Linked DNA regions of Pan troglodytes: region 1 is linked to region 2. Evidence: chromatin contacts called from public capture Hi-C data. All regions are on one chromosome and are shown on one strand. Each heading gives the region's core, a stretch centred on a gene start, on an enhancer-like site or on the middle of the called end of the contact. The rest is flanking DNA. Distances are from core to core; before and after follow the strand shown. Region 1 overlaps MICAL2 (microtubule associated monooxygenase, calponin and LIM domain containing 2). Region 2 has its middle 34 kb from the start of DKK3.

What was found. Capture Hi-C pulls out chosen DNA fragments and counts their contacts.
Region 1: a contact with region 2 is called in a capture Hi-C map of stem cell-derived neural stem cells, with 7 times the contacts expected there. The contact joins two enhancer-like sites. A contact is called at or near these places in 4 of 7 Hi-C or Micro-C datasets (blood, induced pluripotent stem cells and stem cell-derived neural progenitor cells) and 1 of 1 other capture datasets (stem cell-derived neural stem cells).

Annotation. Positions count from the first base shown.
Region 1 is chr9:16,429,577-16,432,536 of NHGRI_mPanTro3-v2.0_pri, reverse strand. It overlaps MICAL2 (microtubule associated monooxygenase, calponin and LIM domain containing 2), which reads right to left. Exons shown (of 36, transcript XM_016920387.4): 26 at 1-164. Among named protein-coding and RNA genes, the nearest start is that of PARVA, 100 kb to the left of the region's middle. Within about 2 kb of position 1,431, at least 1 of the 24 cell types and tissues checked has an H3K27ac peak or open chromatin away from gene starts, as enhancers often do. A contact at or near this core is called in stem cell-derived neural stem cells, where this site is marked.
Region 2 is chr9:16,199,000-16,202,232 of NHGRI_mPanTro3-v2.0_pri, reverse strand. No RefSeq gene overlaps it. Among named protein-coding and RNA genes, the nearest start is that of DKK3, 34 kb to the right of the region's middle. Within about 2 kb of position 1,547, at least 10 of the 24 cell types and tissues checked have an H3K27ac peak or open chromatin away from gene starts, as enhancers often do. A contact at or near this core is called in stem cell-derived neural stem cells, where this site is marked.

The DNA of each region.
Region 1 (2,960 bases), core at 182-2,681, 230 kb before region 2:
CACATCCTGTCCAGCTGCTTCCTCCCCAGGGCTGATCCTCACTGAGGTCCACTCGGAGGGCAGGGGAGAGGCGGCGTCCCCTTCCGCATCACTGTGCTGTGGCTCAGAGATGCTCTTCGGCCTCTTGGGGGAGGTGGGCTCATCTGCTGAGAGGAGAGCAGGGTCTAGAGAGATGGTGCAAATGAATGGCCTAGCAGGACCCTTCCAGGGGCTCAGGGCCCGTCTAGGCCTGGGGTCTACTCAGATACTCCAAAGCTGACCTTCTTGTCCTCTGTGCCACCTCTGGAACCCTCACCCCCAAGCCCGCCAGATGCCCAGGCATTTAGGGCATATTTCCCACATGTAGGGCGTGAATGCACAGATCATCCTATTTAGTCCACAGGGAAGGTTCTGAAACATTCAGAGGGGCCATTCCAGGCTAACCAGCCTCTGAACTGCTGCTGTCAAGACGGCAACATCCAACATGTTGCTAAATCCAGTGGTAACATCTCAGTTCTCATCTTATTCAACTATTCTACACACCAGCAGCCTTTGACCCAGCTGGTCACTCCGTCCTAGAAACAGCTCTCTCGGCTTCTAGGATGGCAAGGCCAGCCCAATCCCCAGCCCCTACTTCACTGGCTGTCTCCTTCATTTCCTCTGCTGGCTCCAGCTTCTTCCCCTGACCTTGTAACACTGAAAGATCCCAGGACTCAGTCTCTGAACCTCTTTTCTTCTCTGTCTACACTCATGCTCTTGATGCCCTCATCTGGTCTCATGGCTTTAAATAACCCCAGGCAACAATGACCCCCAGATTTCTATCTCCAGCCCGGACATTCCTGATTCTAGACTTATATAGACCACTGCTCACTTGCATCTCCATCTAAGTGTCTAACAGACACATCAGACTCATCAAGTCCGAACAGAGTTCTTCACCTTCTCCACCCACCCAACATGTCTTGCCCATAGCCTTCCCCCTCTCAGTAAATGGCAACTTCAGCTTCCTGTTGCTCCAGCCAACACCTCGCCAGCATCTTTGACTGCTCTCGTCCTTTCATTCTTCATTCAAGCCATCGGCAAATCCTGGTGGGTCTGCCTTCAAAACACGTCAGGAATCCAGACCCTTCTCACCGCCTCTCTGCTTCCCACCCCTGGTCCGGCCACCATTGTCTTTTGCTTGGATCATAGAAACTGCCTCTGCCTGGCCTCCGTCCCTGCCCTCTTGCTGTGCCCCACCCCCACAGTCTATTCTCAACACAGCAGCCAGGGTGACTCAGTTAAAACCTGAGTGAGATCATGCCACTCCTCTGCTTAAAATCCCCCAATGGCCCCTCATTTACTCAGAGTGAAAGCTGAAGGCCCTACCGAGGCCTGCAAAGTCCAAGATAACGTAGTCCCCGTGCGTCCCATGACCTTGTCTCCTAGCACTGGCCCCAGGCTTGCCCTGCCCTCACCATGGCACCTCCGTGATGCTCCTCCAGCACTCTGGGCACACGTCCTTCTCAGACCCCTTGCACTGCTCTTGCTTCTGCCTGGAAGGTGTTATACCCAGACGTTTCCATGCAGGCCTCACTCACTCACTGGCTGTCTTCAAGTCCCTGTGGAACGTCACCCGCCCTGACCATCCTATTTAATATTGCAGCCCATGCCTCAGTGCTCTCCACTCCCCTTGATTTTCATTCATACTGTGTCTCACCCTCCAATAAACTATACAATTTCCTTTTTTCATTTTGTTTATTGTCTCTTTCTTCTATGACTAGAATGTAAGCAGTGATTTTTGTCTGTTTCATTTGTTGCTAGGGTGGTACCTGGTGAACGGTAGGCGTTTAGTGAGTGTCTGCTGAAGGAGTTCATGAGTGAATGCGCCCAGCTCTGTCTTGGCCACTAACTAGCTAGGTGACCTCATCTCCAGGGACAGTGTCCAGAGAACAGGTGTCATTTTTCCTCTTCAAGATGGAGCCTTCACCTGAACTTGGCTCCCTCTCACTTCCCTCCTCCCTCTCCACAGTGTCATTCTTGTGTCCTCATTTGTCTACTGAATCTTTCCTGTCTATATTTAAATATGCTGAAAGTCTCCTGTCTTAAGAAAACTTGTTTTAATCCCAGTCCTCACCCCCAGCCCCCAGCCTACTCTTTCTTCTTCCTTCTTAGCCAAGCTTCCTGGAAGGGTTGGCTACACTCTTCTCTCTCTCCTCTTCTTTATGAACCCCCTATTCCTATAATCCTGCCTGTGCTTCCACCACTCCCAAACTACCCCCAGCACAGTCCACAGTGACCTCCTTGTTGCTAAGTCCAATTCACAGGACTTTGGGAGTCCTCCTGCGGTCATTGAGCCTGCCCTATCCCTGCTCCCAGGGACACCTTCTCTCCCTGCCCCTGTGGCTGGCCGTCTCAGCTATCCAGTATTCCAGCCAACCCTTAAACACCGGAGTTCTCCATGCATCCACCTGAGCCCTCTCATCTTTTTACCCCTGTGTTCTCTCTGGGAGATACAATCTCTTCCCAAACTGTATTTATCACCTGTGAAGATGACTGAAGAAATTTTGATTTTTATGTGAAATACCTCATCTTAAAATATCAGACACATCAAAAAAAAAAAAAAAAAAACACGTCTGCAGCAGACTGAGCAAGTGGGTTGCTAGTTTGTAGCCCCTGGTGCATGTGGATGCTTGCTGTGTGCACGTGTCTACACTTCTAAGTTAGTGTAACTGGGGATGGAAGGCATTTGAGGAATGTAATCAGATGCTTCACTACATAATAATAATGACATGGCGATGGTGGTGGTGGTGGCAGCATTAGTCATAATAAAAGCAGTTGCAGCTTACTTTTATTGGGTGCTCAATATATACCAATAATTGTTTGAGCATCTGACATGTATTAAGTCTATTAAATCTCACCCGATCCTCTCAGAAAAGCATTGTTATTACCCCCATTTTCCTGCTGAGAAAACTCAAGCACAGAGAGGTTACGACACCAGCACA
Region 2 (3,233 bases), core at 298-2,797:
TAGTGCTTGAAATGTGGTGAGTCCAAATTGAGATGTGCTGTGGGTGTAAAATACGCACAGAATTTCAAGCAGCATAGAAAACAAGAATATAAAATATTTCATTAATTTTCCAGCTCTTAGGGAAGTTGATGAATTTTATTTTAATTACTGAATTTTATTTTAATTACATTTTAAAATGACAAGATATTGGATATATCTTATTAAATATATTATTATTAAATTTATTTTTATGGTGTTTCTTTTTACCTTTTTTTTTTTTTTTTTTTTTGAGACAGGGTCTCACTCTGTCCCCTAGGCTGGAGTGCAGTGGCATAATCATGGCTCACTGCAGTCTTGAACTCCTGGGCTCCAGCAATCCTCCACCTCAGCCTCCTGAGTAGCTGGGACTGCAGGGCACACCACCATGCCTGGCTAATTTTTATATTTTTTTGTGGAGACAGGGTCTTGTTAAGTTGCCTAGGCTAGTCTTGGACTCCTGACTCCAAATAATCTTCCCACTTCGGCCTCCCAAAGTGCTGGGATTACAGGCATGAGCCACCACACCTGTCCTTCTTATTTTTTATTTTTTTGAGACAGGGTCTCACTCTGTCACCCAGGTTGGAGTGCAGTTGTGTGATCACAGCTCACTGCAGCCTCATCTTCCTGGGCTCAAGTGATCACTACCTTAGCTTCCTGAGTAGCTGAACCTATAGGAGCGTGCCACCACACCTGGCTGATTGTTTTTTATCTTTTGTAACAACGGAATCTCCATATGTTACCTAAGCTAGTCTCCAACTCCCAGACTGAAGCAATCCTCCCATCTCAGCCTCCCAAAGTCCTGGGATTACAGGTGTGCACCATCACGCCCAGCCAGCCTGTGAGTTCTGACAGCAGCTGTGCTGGGTTCATTGTTGTCACTCCAATGTCTAGTGCACAGAGTAGGAGAGGGAGGGGACAGGCACAGGGATGTCTGAGGGCTTCCCACGCACCAGGTGCTGTGTTAAGCCTCATGCATCTCGTTTTGTCCTCCCAGGAACCCTGTGCCAGGGATGGTGGCGTGGCAGCAAGGCGGAGAGCAGGAGGGCTCATTTAGGCCCCAGGCTACGGTCAGGCGTGAGGGGACAGGTAGAGTCCTCTCTGCTTTGTAGGCCTCCCGGGTTTCTAGACAAGAGGACACCACCCTTCTGCTACCACTTTGCATACTTCCTGGGTCACCGTCTTCCCAACTGGGGCTCAGACATGGCCATTGTGAAATTTGTTCTGTCTCCTCTCAGACTCTGCCTCCCACTCCCATATCCAGACACGTTCCTGCTAGTGACAGCCACACGACCCTCCCAAAAACCACACGCCCAGCCTGGCAGCCTTCCTGGGCCTCAGGAGTGTGGTAGCTTTGGAGAAGGGCTTCTGACTCAGGCAGCTGAGCTTGCTGCCAGGTGGGGACTGGCTCTGGTCTCAGTGTATCTCTGGGCCCCTTCCCAATCCCAAAATGAAAGTCCCTCTTCAGGAGTGTAACCATCCAGGAACCTACCCTCAGCTCAGGGAGCACCCAGTGTCTGCTCATAAAAAATGGCCACAAGGTGGCACTGTTCCCACAGCCATTCCCTTCCCCCACGGCAAGACCACGGGTCACACCTGCATCCAACAAAAATATTACAGCTTTTGGAAGAGGTTTTCCCTGGACTGGTTGGTGAATTTCATTCTCAGTCTTCAGCTGCCAAAGGTTGTTTAGACTCGGGAATTCTGCTATAAAAAATGGTCATCTCTGAGTGCACACTTAAAAGTCAAGCAGGTTATGACTCATTGTCAATCCCCCTGCAAAGGAATTCTGTCCTGAGAGGCCTCGTGCACGCCTGACACATACAAGAGGAATGCACACACGTTAAGCAGAAAGCACGTGGGTCTTCCGTGTGCAGACACGAAGGCCGGGAAGAATGGCCCTACAGGTGATCTAGCCGTGTTCTGGTTTTCTTTTTTTGTTTTAGCCTTAGGATTTTTATTTAGGAGAAAAAACAAAACAAAACAAAACAAAAACAAAAGCCACTGCCCTGACTATGGAGTAGCCATTCTTTTATTTTCTTACTTTGTTAATAAACTTACTTTCACTTTAAAAGAAAAAGAAAACCAAAAAGACCTCACATAGAAGCCAAATAAGTAAAATGGTAAAATTTGAAAAATATATGGCGGTTCTGGTTGCAGATGTGGGGATAAAAGAATCTCTTCCCAGTGAAGAATTTTCTAGAGCAGAATTTGAAATGTATCCATCTAGTCTCACTGGCTTATTTTATAGGAGAATAAACTGAGACTCAGAGAGGAAAATGACTTGTTCAAGATCACATACTACTTTGGAATGTTTTCATTTTAAATGAAAGTCTCAAAAGGCAGGTATTTTCACTGAGAAACAAAAACAGTTTTTATTTTCTCTGACATATGTCCAGATGCTCTTCAAGTTACGGTGACCCGGGGCACAGGAAGAGTACTGCCTGACACTTCTACACAGCTCTGTTCATTTCAAATGCTTTCAGCATCTGTTGCCCTGTCTGGCCCTCACAATACCCCTTAGAGTTTGGCAGGGCAAATGGATACCCCATTTGTCTGAGGCGAGACCAAGGCACAGAGACGGAACTGGGCTTGCTTTAGGACACAAAGTGAGTGAGTGTCACTAAAAAATAAAATAAAAGACTAGCATCCAGGACTCCAGCAGCAATCCTACACAATCGTCTAGAGTTAAGTTTATGCTATGTCAGGGGGGAAACAAACAAGCAAAAAAAAAACAGACGAGGCTGCTCGGTATTGGTGCTCAAGTGATGAAAAAGAAAAGTGAGGGCAGAGGCTCCCTCGTTGAGAATAGAACCCCGCTTTCTTCAGTTTTACATTTCATGATGAGGCATTACAGCTGGTATATTGTAGGATTCTGAACATTCATTGAACGAATAAATAATCATGACATGGATACATACATAAATACATTTGGCCCCTGAGACAAGTAATTAAAATTCTGCATGAGTTAACACCATTTCCATAACCCACATGGACAGAAACTCTTGATAGATGTCTTGGAGGAGAATAGCTTTCAAGGTACAGGGAGATACGTTGGTCTCTCTCTCCTCTCTTTCTCAACAGTAACCTTCGGAGAAAGGCAACCTTCAAACAGTGCTGGATTCCTGCAGCATTTTTATTGTTCAAATCTTTTGTTTCTTCCCACTTACTAAGGATTTCTGTGCATTAAGTCTTGAGGAGTGTAGTATAGGGAAGTC